3 separate regions of the Zea mays genome follow, and all the other regions are linked to region 3. A link is a contact called in public Hi-C data. All regions are on one chromosome and are shown on one strand. Each heading gives the region's core, a stretch centred on a gene start, on an enhancer-like site or on the middle of the called end of the contact. The rest is flanking DNA. Distances are from core to core; before and after follow the strand shown. Region 1 holds the start of LOC542369 (catalase 1). Region 2 has its middle 65 kb from the start of LOC103628242. Region 3 holds the start of LOC542315 (starch branching enzyme 1).

Evidence for each region. Hi-C and Micro-C count contacts between places; a contact is called where the count stands out from the background.
Region 1: a contact with region 3 is called in a Hi-C map of ear, with 2.2 times the contacts expected there. The contact joins the promoter of LOC542369 here to the promoter of LOC542315 in region 3. A contact is called at or near these places in 5 of 25 Hi-C or Micro-C datasets (ear, endosperm, leaf and 1 more).
Region 2: a Hi-C map of ear shows a contact between it and region 3, with 2.7 times the contacts expected there. The contact joins the enhancer-like site here to the promoter of LOC542315 in region 3. A contact is called at or near these places in 2 of 25 Hi-C or Micro-C datasets (ear and tassel).

Annotation. Positions count from the first base shown.
Region 1 is chr5:65,469,074-65,472,190 of Zm-B73-REFERENCE-NAM-5.0, forward strand. It overlaps LOC542369 (catalase 1), which reads left to right and starts at 1,763. Exons shown (of 8, transcript NM_001254879.2): 1 at 1,763-2,008; 2 at 2,166-2,262. The coding sequence starts at 1,994.
Region 2 is chr5:64,700,466-64,703,905 of Zm-B73-REFERENCE-NAM-5.0, forward strand. No RefSeq gene overlaps it. Among protein-coding and RNA genes, the nearest start is that of LOC103628242, 65 kb to the left of the region's middle. Within about 2 kb of position 1,871, at least 13 of the 20 cell types and tissues checked have an H3K27ac peak or open chromatin away from gene starts, as enhancers often do. A contact at or near this core is called in ear and tassel, where this site is marked.
Region 3 is chr5:65,204,575-65,207,699 of Zm-B73-REFERENCE-NAM-5.0, forward strand. LOC542315 (starch branching enzyme 1) reads right to left here and starts at 1,316. Exons shown (of 14, transcript NM_001111900.1): 1 at 1,191-1,316; 2 at 1,040-1,108; 3 at 453-660; 4 at 263-332. The coding sequence starts at 1,289. LOC103626470 reads right to left here. Exons shown (of 9, transcript NM_001368267.1): 9 at 2,777-3,125. The coding sequence ends at 2,946.

The DNA.
Region 1 (3,117 bases), core at 513-3,012, 260 kb after region 3:
CCGTCCGCGTTGCCGCAGAGGGCACCACCAGGTGGTGCACCTCTAGTGTTTGGTGACCAAATCAATCGGTGCCAACATGATGTGATAGGGGATCTACTGGAGATAGCCTTAGGGCTAGAAACGAGCCAAGTCAAAGCTTGGATTGGCTTGGTGCGGCTCGGTAGCTGATCGAATTTGGCTCGGCTCACCCACTTGGTGAGCTAAAGAATGAGCGAGGCTCGGCTCTCAAGCTACAACTTGATAAATATTATTGCATTATATAGTGAATTAATAGTATATAAATATGGAATATATAATCACCATTCAACATAACGAGTAATTTAAATTATGATTTGTCATTTATCCATTATCAAAGGTTAAAGAACACGATTAATTTAAATTATAATTTGTCATATATCCATCATAAAAGGCTAAAGAGCGAGCCAAATACCTATAAAATTATCTAAAATTCATTATTATTCTGTAGGTTGATTAATTTGATATAGCTCATATAGCCCGTGAGCCAGAATAAGCCACCTCGGCACTAACGAAGCTAAAAGACTAGCTCGACTCGACTTGCTCGCTCGAGGCTCACAAGTCACTCAGAGCAAACTTTTTTTTCTTGCCCTATCTCCCTTGCCAGTCGACTGTGTTTGCCTCCAGACGCGCCGCCCCAACGTCACGCTCGCCAACCCACGAGTTGTTGTCCTCTACTTTACACAAAGAAAGGAGGAAGATGAAGAGTCTAACGTGTGGGGCCAAGGTGTCCACGGGACAAAAAAAGAAGATGAGCTTCTAGGACTGTTAGACTATCTCTAATATTTTATAATACTCATATTCAAACTTTATTCTATGAATAGTGCAGTCTACAGTATAGAACAGTGTAAAACAATTTTTATGAATAAACTTTGCATTACTGCTGAAGTCGGCCTTATCGGGCCACAATTGGCAACCTAGGTGGGTTTCTCGCACCCTACCATAAAGCTACATCAAACTTTTATTTTTAGTACTTGTAGAAATCTCTACTCCGTTAGATTTCGTGTGTCGTGCCTCATGTCACTCACTTCTCGCCTATCAATAGACTACTACACCACAGGTAGATCATGAGAATCTATCCAAACACAATACGACAGAAAGCTTTACATAGTAACAATTCGCTAACCGAAGGATGGGTGGTCGAGCGAGTTATAAAAGGGTCTAGACTCTTTTTTAACTTATATCTTTTTCGGTCTTTTGGCTAAGATAAAATATAATATTTATTCTTATCAGTTTAATATCTAATATGTAGATCATATATTCGTTTTGATATTAAATTTATTTTTATAAATACCAAATATGATTGTGTGTTGTCGCAACCCAGTGACATTGGACTTGTTCTATATCTAAATTGAAGTTGCTCTAAAATAAATCTAGTGCTTTAGACATGATTTGTTTAAAAAGGTAGATCCTTAATTATAGACTATTTTCGTTATCGTCTGCTAGTTTACTTTTAAACTAAATCGGAACAAATAAAAAAAAGACAGATAAAGTACTACCGAAGAGTTTTTCTTTCGCTCCAGCAGCCGTTAAGATTCTGTCTTAGCAAGGAAAGTTTGTGGTAACCACGTACGCAAAACTTCCGGGGTGCAAACTGCAAATGGGTGTTATGTCTGTTCCCCTCGTCTCTGCAAGTAGGCCACCCTCGCCGACGGGCTGAATCATGTAACCAAGAAGTCCACGTGGAGGTGGAAGAGGGCAATATGGACAGCGAGGAGAGCACGAAACCACCGCCGTGCCGTGCAGTGCCATCCTCCCTCCATTGTTTCCCGGCTCTCCGTCCCTTGGGAGTTGGGCCTTGGCATTTCCTTAAGATAAAAAAGGGGGGAAATCGGCTTCCTACTCCCCGTCCTTATCGCCAGCCGAACCGACATTGTTTTCTCCCCCCTTCTCGCCTTCTCCTTCTCCCCCCTAGTCTAGAGGCGTTTGCTCCCCAATCCCTTCGGCCCGCCCGCTCGACGTGATCCCACCGGCAGCCATGGATCCATACAAGGTGCTTTTTTTTCGATTTAGAATTCTTTCTTCATCGATTTTGCCCTATGTGCTAGATCCTCAAATCAATTCCGCATCTTGTTTCCGCCCTTGATTGATGCATTCGCTCGTCTGACTTGATTGATGCGCTCGATCTGGGGGACTCTTCGTTCTTGCAGCACCGCCCGTCTAGTGGGAGCAACTCCAGCTTCTGGACCACCAACTCCGGCGCCCCCGTCTGGAACAACAACTCTGCCCTCACCGTCGGACAGCGAGGTCAGACCACAACCCCTCTCTCTGTTTATCCTGTAGCTGACATGCTGCTGCCTTCATTTGTCTCGTCTCTCCATCCCGGTTTCATTTTCCCTTGCACGATCCTGTATGTACTCACTATGTATGTAGCATATATGTTCTTGATTTGTGCGAGACCCATCCGAGGCATAAATGATCTGTTCTAGCTTTGCTTTGAGGCCTATTATTGCACCGTGGAAGCCAGAGGATTTCGCTTCCCATCCATTCAAAGCTTGCATCTTGATGTGCTTTTAATTAATTTCCAGTGACTAATTTTGCCTGCTCTGTACATGCGGGTTGTCGTTGATTCACCTGTCCGAATATCGTCAATGAATTTGAGACTTGCCCAAAGGACTTATTCCTTGTATCAGCTGTAAGGTGAAGCTTTTGTCCTGATATTTTTGCCAGTCGCTGTCGAACCATTACGTTACTTAAGGGAAAGAAAGCACATTCCCGGTACGAAATGCCATCATGGAGTCATAGTGATAATCCTAGGTGAGGGACACTTGGAGAGTAGTAAAGTCAGCGGAGGGTAATCACAGTTAATTGTTACTGATACAGTGTGTTTACTTTCGATGGTTACCTGGGGTAGGTTAAATCACTGCTGGAAACCTTAATCCTTGGTTCTTCTTTGTTCAGAATGTATGACCGAGCTTTGAAAGTGATTGCAAGCCCTGTTTGGCTCTTCTGAATGTCATTGTCAATTTGCCACAAAAAGTGTCCATCAATTGCAGGAACAGGATACATACAATATGCCTATCTGAAACCAATATGTTTCTATCAGAGTATATATGTCAGAAATATGAGAAGCCTTTTGTTTTAGGAGTTTGTTTTATTGTA
Region 2 (3,440 bases), core at 621-3,120, 500 kb before region 3:
CTGGAGTACTCTACTAGCTATAGTTTATGCATTGGTAAGCAACCTCAACACCAACAGCTAGCAACGGTACGTGGAGCTGAGTCTCAGTTGATGCCTATATTTTATGTATTGGGCCTAAAACACGGTCAGCTACATCTCCACCACTACTAGCCGGTATGGCATGGTGTGCGGGCGCGCGCTGGCTTTGCTTACCTGTATAGATGTTGTCGTGTTGTGATAATACCATAATCCTCTGCATGACGCAGGACGTTTTTATTTATAGGAATTAGGCCTGCAAACGGGATAGGTGTAAGTAGGTATTTTAGGTGGGTTTAAGAAATAGTTTTGTTTTGGTGGGTTATGATAGGTTTTAATTGTTAATGAGTTAGGTGCGTTTATTTTGTATTGTGGGTTGAAATGGTTGATAACCATGGGTGTAGATGGATTTGTATAGGTGTGGATTTCTATGGGTCTTCACCTATCCGTAGACCGTATGACTGTATTCGAGTCTACTCCCAATTTAGTCTCAAGTCCCAACATACCCAACTCAACCCTAACTCTCCAAGTCTTCACCCGTGCACCGACGGTCGCATCCAGCTTAGACACTTTCACACTTAGATGCCGACGCCCCTGTCCCCTGGCGCACGCTCTTGCATACGAAGCGAACACACTGTCGCCCCAGGCCCGTTCACACATAGTTCTTTTCTTTTCACTTCTAGGGAGATTTATGCGTCGTTCGGTGGGCTTCTGATGCTACCTAGATGTGCCCTTCCATTGTTGCTAGCTTCGAGCTTGATCAGAGACTCTTTTCACAGCTGCTAGTTTATCTTTCTTGCCAAAAAGATAATTGTTCCTTAAGGATCTTTAACATATGTTTTTTGTTATTCTCTCGAGACATAAATGTTTATCGACTAAACTTGTTTTTGTATCAGTGTATAATATTATTGTCACTGTTTTTTATATCGTGGACTATGTTTTTGTATATCATTGAAACTACCTATAAAATTGTCACTGTATATCAGTGTATGTATATGCAGTTGGCTTGATGTGACACAATAAGCTGAAACTACGGGGTTTCCACCTAATTACGGGTTGGTTTGGGGTTAATAATATTATTGGATGGTTGGGTTTAATTTACTTCTTATATTTTTGGATGGGTGTGGGATGAATATCAAAGTTATTATTTGGTTATGAGTGGGCGTAGGTTGGATTTTTATCCATTAGCAGGTCTAATAGGAACTAAAGATATAATATATCTTTACTTAAAAACTTAGCATGTTCGCTTTACTTTAATTTGTACTGTTTTTCTCTTAGCGAACAGGGGCTGCCGGGCTGGCCTTGAAGCTCAACAGGTCGCGACGACATGCCGTTGCGTCCGTACATGTCGTCGTCCCGGCTGGACCAAGCGGCGGAGATCCGATCGAGCAGAGGGGGCCGTGTCGCTAGCTCCAACAACAAGCGAGACCAGCGTATGCATGCAGCAGGAGGAGCAGGGAGCACGGAACACGAGGGAAGCATCTCATCTGGCTGCATATGCCAGGCCTCCCCTCTCTCGCATCGCATCGCATCGCATGCAGGCAGGCCCCTGTGACCCTGTCGCCCGTTATGCCCATTGATATGCATGCCTCCCGGATCCTGTCTCCCTCTCTGTCGTCGTCCTCCAGCTCCAGCACGCCATCGTCGACCCATGCATGATGCATCATTGTCAAACTAATGATCAGAGACGATACTCGTACTACATGTCAAACCACGCACCCACTAGACGAAGAAGACAAGCATGCATATGCCGTTGGCCCGGTGCATGGAGACTCGATCGAGAGACACATGTGCCTCTCTAGCAGATCAGGACGCGTATAGTAGTTAGCAGCCAGGACCAGGAGGCAGCTGGCAGCTAGCCAGGCGGCCGCCCGGCCAACCCTGAGTGCCTCGACCTCTGCGCGCGGCCGCGGCCGGCCATGCATCGCGGATCATGTCGCCATGCATAGCGCGTAACGGGCGAACAAAACACACCTCGTGTCCTGCTGCGTGCGCGCCCTGCCAGTGCCATCGATCGACCCCACGAGAACACCAACAGTCGACCAAGTTGTTTCTAGGGGCGTGCTGGATATATATATACGCACTAATAATTAATTTTGTACATTGTGTAATTTGATTACTGAATCGTTAAATGGTTTGATCATATATATATATATATATATATATATATATATATATATATATATATATATATATATATATATATATATATATATATATATATATATATATATATATATATATATATATATATATATATATATATATATATATATATATACTAGGAGAGTGCCCGTGCATTGCAACGGGGACGTATAAAACCACGATAAACTATGTGGCAAATCGAGAAGTTTTACCTATACCAGTGTTCTCGATTTGTATATCAGCTATGCTTCCTGTGGAGCAAGGAAGCGAACGCAAGCCATCCTTTTGTATTAGTGCATTCTGTTCAGTTCTTACTTGATCATCCCGTGTTCTCGCGTGTGCCATGGCCGAGTGGCAAGCTCAACACTGGTATTGTTGTCTTGTCTCAAATGAAGTCCGGTTCCACAAGTTAACCGGAAATCTTCATGGGTGATAGTTGTGTCAGATTCTTCCACGCATAGGGCAAGTAATGCAAGTGATAGCTGTGTCAGTTTACCCCCATTTTCTTGGACATCACTTGTCTCAAATAAAGTCTATTGGAGGTTCGCAATTTATGTTCTGTGGCATCGCATGGGCACCTACCTAGTTACAACTGAGGTGTTGTTTGGTTCGCGTATTTTCATCCGTCAACGATTCACAGCGGGCCCCAATCACCTTGCTTCTCGTTTGGTTCGGTTCGAACGGCATCAATTCACGCGCTATCAGATACAGACCTTCAGAATGATGATACCGCTCTCATCCTGGCGTCTTCCCATCGCATATGCACCCGCTTACTGTCCCATCTCTACCAGAAGCAACCACACGCAATTACCAAACAAAACCTGGTACCCGTTGAACCGGAACAGCTAGCGGGGTTTTGCATTTACATTAACATTACCGCTCCTCACAAGGAACCAAACAGCACCTGAATGCAAGATGCCAGCCACATAACCCGCCTACTAACGCGTCCATCCCCACGTCTGGGTTGTGCGGCCGGCCCACTACTGAAACTAAACATGCTCACTACTTCCTACATGCACAGCACGAGTGATCAGCCACGACCAAGCTGATTACCGGTGCTGCCTGAATGACGGAAATACCAAAACAAAAACAGATGATGACCCACAAGTGCAGGGTTTACAGCAACAGGGGTTTCCCCAGTGAGATCAGTAATTTTCTCTTGAAGCCAATGAAATTTGAGTCCCAGGCTCCAACTTTGCTTGAAAACATAGCCCGCAAGTTGCCACGGAAGTTAAAAGTTAGTATAAAATATAGATACAGAACGATAAACATCACTATGA
Region 3 (3,125 bases), core at 66-2,565:
AGTATATTGTCATAAGAAGAAAACAGCATTATGTAATCACAGCAAGAAAAAAAATAGCCTCCTCAGCTAAGACATGACAGTCTTGCACAAGAATGAAATATCCGAACAGTTTTCTACTCCCAAACATTGATTACTCTCCTGTGTTTTAGCTGTTCTTTTTTTTTAATATAGTTACTATCAGACGATATCTCTTCACAAGCAAAATGGGAAAAAACGATACCCCGCCAGTACATCATGTTTGCATGACAACATTAGAACTTACTGCGCAGCAGGTGCCCATTCACGATATACAGTTCCATCCTCATTTGTATTAATCCCAAATTTCAAATAGCCTGAAAAAAATACAAAATCCGGAAATGTTGATGATGCAGATAATATTTTGCGGCATGGGCAGGTGCTATAAATATTGTGAAATGGTCCTTGTATTAGCATTTGAATGTATTAAGCCTAACCTTTAGAAAAAGATTCAAGACTTCCCTCATTTTCTTCAATTGATCCTTTCTGCTCTAGGAATCTTTTCATCCGGTACCTGAAATGGTCCTTGAATATCTCCAGCTTGGGGTCCAGGTCGTATATGGGGAGATGGTCGACATCGCCTTTGGCAGTTGCCATAGTTTTATCTTCTTGCACAGTAGCTGCAGTGGCGAATTTGCTCTTGACCTTGCACAGTGCGTTAAAGCCAGATTCAGAATTACACGAGCAATAGAAGCTAACACGTGAAAATGTAGTGAAGCTAATTAGCTGCTGCAGCAACCACAGAAATATCAAATATAGCACTTTATTTCAACTAATTATTATGTAATAAATGATTAGGATGGCTGAAGAAAACCAACCACCAAAATTTAAACAACTTCAGTTGAAATCTGAGATCCGCTAGACTTGGTAAAATGATTACTACTGATAACAAAGCACTAGAGCCAAATCCAAAGCGAGAGCGAGACCCAATCCACAAATTCCAGAGTTTTTTTTCTCTCTCCAAAACTACTACCAAATTCCATTTTGTCCGTAACAACGTGTTCTAATCTGGGGAAAGATCTACCTTCCGCACCCCTGACCGGCGAGCCTTGCACTGGACAGACAACACACTCAGGCGCACATTGCCGCCACCCTGCGAAACTATGAACCATCAGTACAGAAGAAAAAAAAGCAAAAGTAGTAAATCCACCAGCCCCCGGATCGCCGCAGCTTACCGCGATCCCCGGCGGTGCCGCCCGATCAGCATGCGAGCGAGAGCGCCGCGGCGGCGGAAGCGGAGTCGGCGAGGAAGAGGGCGACACGAGGCACAGCATTGTGACGGCGTGTGAGTCCCATCTCGTCAGCAATCCAAGTGCCTGCCGCTTTATATCGGGTGCCGGACTGGAGCTGGCTTGGCGTCTTCCTCCCTATCCTCCCCCCTCGCAATGAAAGCGTGATTTTTTTCGCTTGGTCTCCTCACCTTTCTTCCCCGTCGCAATCTGCCGCTGCGACAAGGAGGGGGCCATGGCAGTGGCACATGACCCTGAGCCGGATCTGTGGGCCCGGAATGGCCGGGCGTGCCACGTGGGCGGACACGAACAACCGTGGAGCTGGTTCTGGGCCGATTGGCCTTTGGGCTTGCACGCTTCCCGGTTTGCCTTTTTTTATTTTATGTTGTTAATCTCTACTGTTTAAAGCATATGTTTCATGTGTCCTGCTTATAGGTTTATTTATCTCCCTCATTTTTCGCCTAACAATAATCCTAATAGTTTGTTTGACCATAGATAGGTCGTTACAACACAGATGAGCCGTGAGAAACCAGTCAAACCCAATAACACGATGCAGCGCTCTCACTGTCCACCTCACTAACCGAAAGAGGATGAACGATCAAATGAGTTATAATATTTGTTTTTAGCAGTTTAATATATGGTGTGGACCATATGTTTATTTTAATATTAAATTTATTTTTTATAGGTATTAAATATGATTGTGTGTTGTAGCAAGACATGGATATTATACTAGCGGTAAAAAAAATAGCACAAAAAATGTATTTTTTGTGTACATATACATAGCTATAGCATATAGCATAGCTATGGCTTGTGCAGATTTATCATCATCATTATTGCAAGTTGCAACTAGTAGTACCACTAAATAGCTTTTTCTTCTTTTTTTCTGATGTGCTTTTTGTGTAGCTTTTCTAACAAATTAAAGTGATGAATGAACATGCGGAGTCATCTGCATCGTCAGACAGCTCTAGCCGTTGTCAATCAGACAAACTTACCTGTGGTTTTTTCTTGGGGTTCCTTGCAGTGTAGAGCTCATCTTGCACTTCACATATTGCGTGAGACAACCGTCTTCACTTTATATATAACTGAAAAGTGAAAAATCAAATGGCCATCTTCAGTGATCAGGATCCACAAGGAAACAAGGAATTGGAAAGATAGATGAGAGTGCTTTCTCAAGGAACTCTCGAAGTCCATCCATAGCAGCAAAAGGAACGTAAAAAGGTGTTCTGCTCTTCTGGTACCCGTGTGACAACGGCCTTAGAATGAACAGTGAAAATAGTGATATAATAACGGCAAAGCATGAAACAGAGCAAATAGAGTGGCACGGCATCTCAGGCCTCAACTTCTGAAACATCTATCTATTCTTCTGGTATGCATGACTAGTTCTAGTCTGTACTTGAGTACTTTACAAATTACAAGTGATGCTGGAGGGACCTCAGAACAGGCACATTGCTTCCTTCCAGCATTTGCTCTAAGTAGGCCTGACATCTCAAATACAGGATCAAGGCCTCAGCAGCCGAAATGGTCAGCCGAAAGAATCAACAGACAACAACCTGATTGCTCATCTCGATTTAGTCACGCTACAACATATCATTGCTAGAGACCTCGTCTTACGCTCAGAACCCACTGGCCCGGTTATCGCACATCACCACAGGCCAACTCCTGTGACATTTACATAGTATCTCCACAGATTGCTCCTAGCTGTCACTCCCTAGTAATCCATCTGTTCCCTCGGATCTCAAACCCGCCTAGGCCATGGTCGCTGCTCTCCCCACCGCTCTCTGCGCTTGCATAGCCTGATTTCCTGCGCTGCCTCCGTGCTTTCTTTGGACCGCTGTTGTCACTCAAGCTTCCGTTCAGGAGCGGATCATCAATCCCACTGAT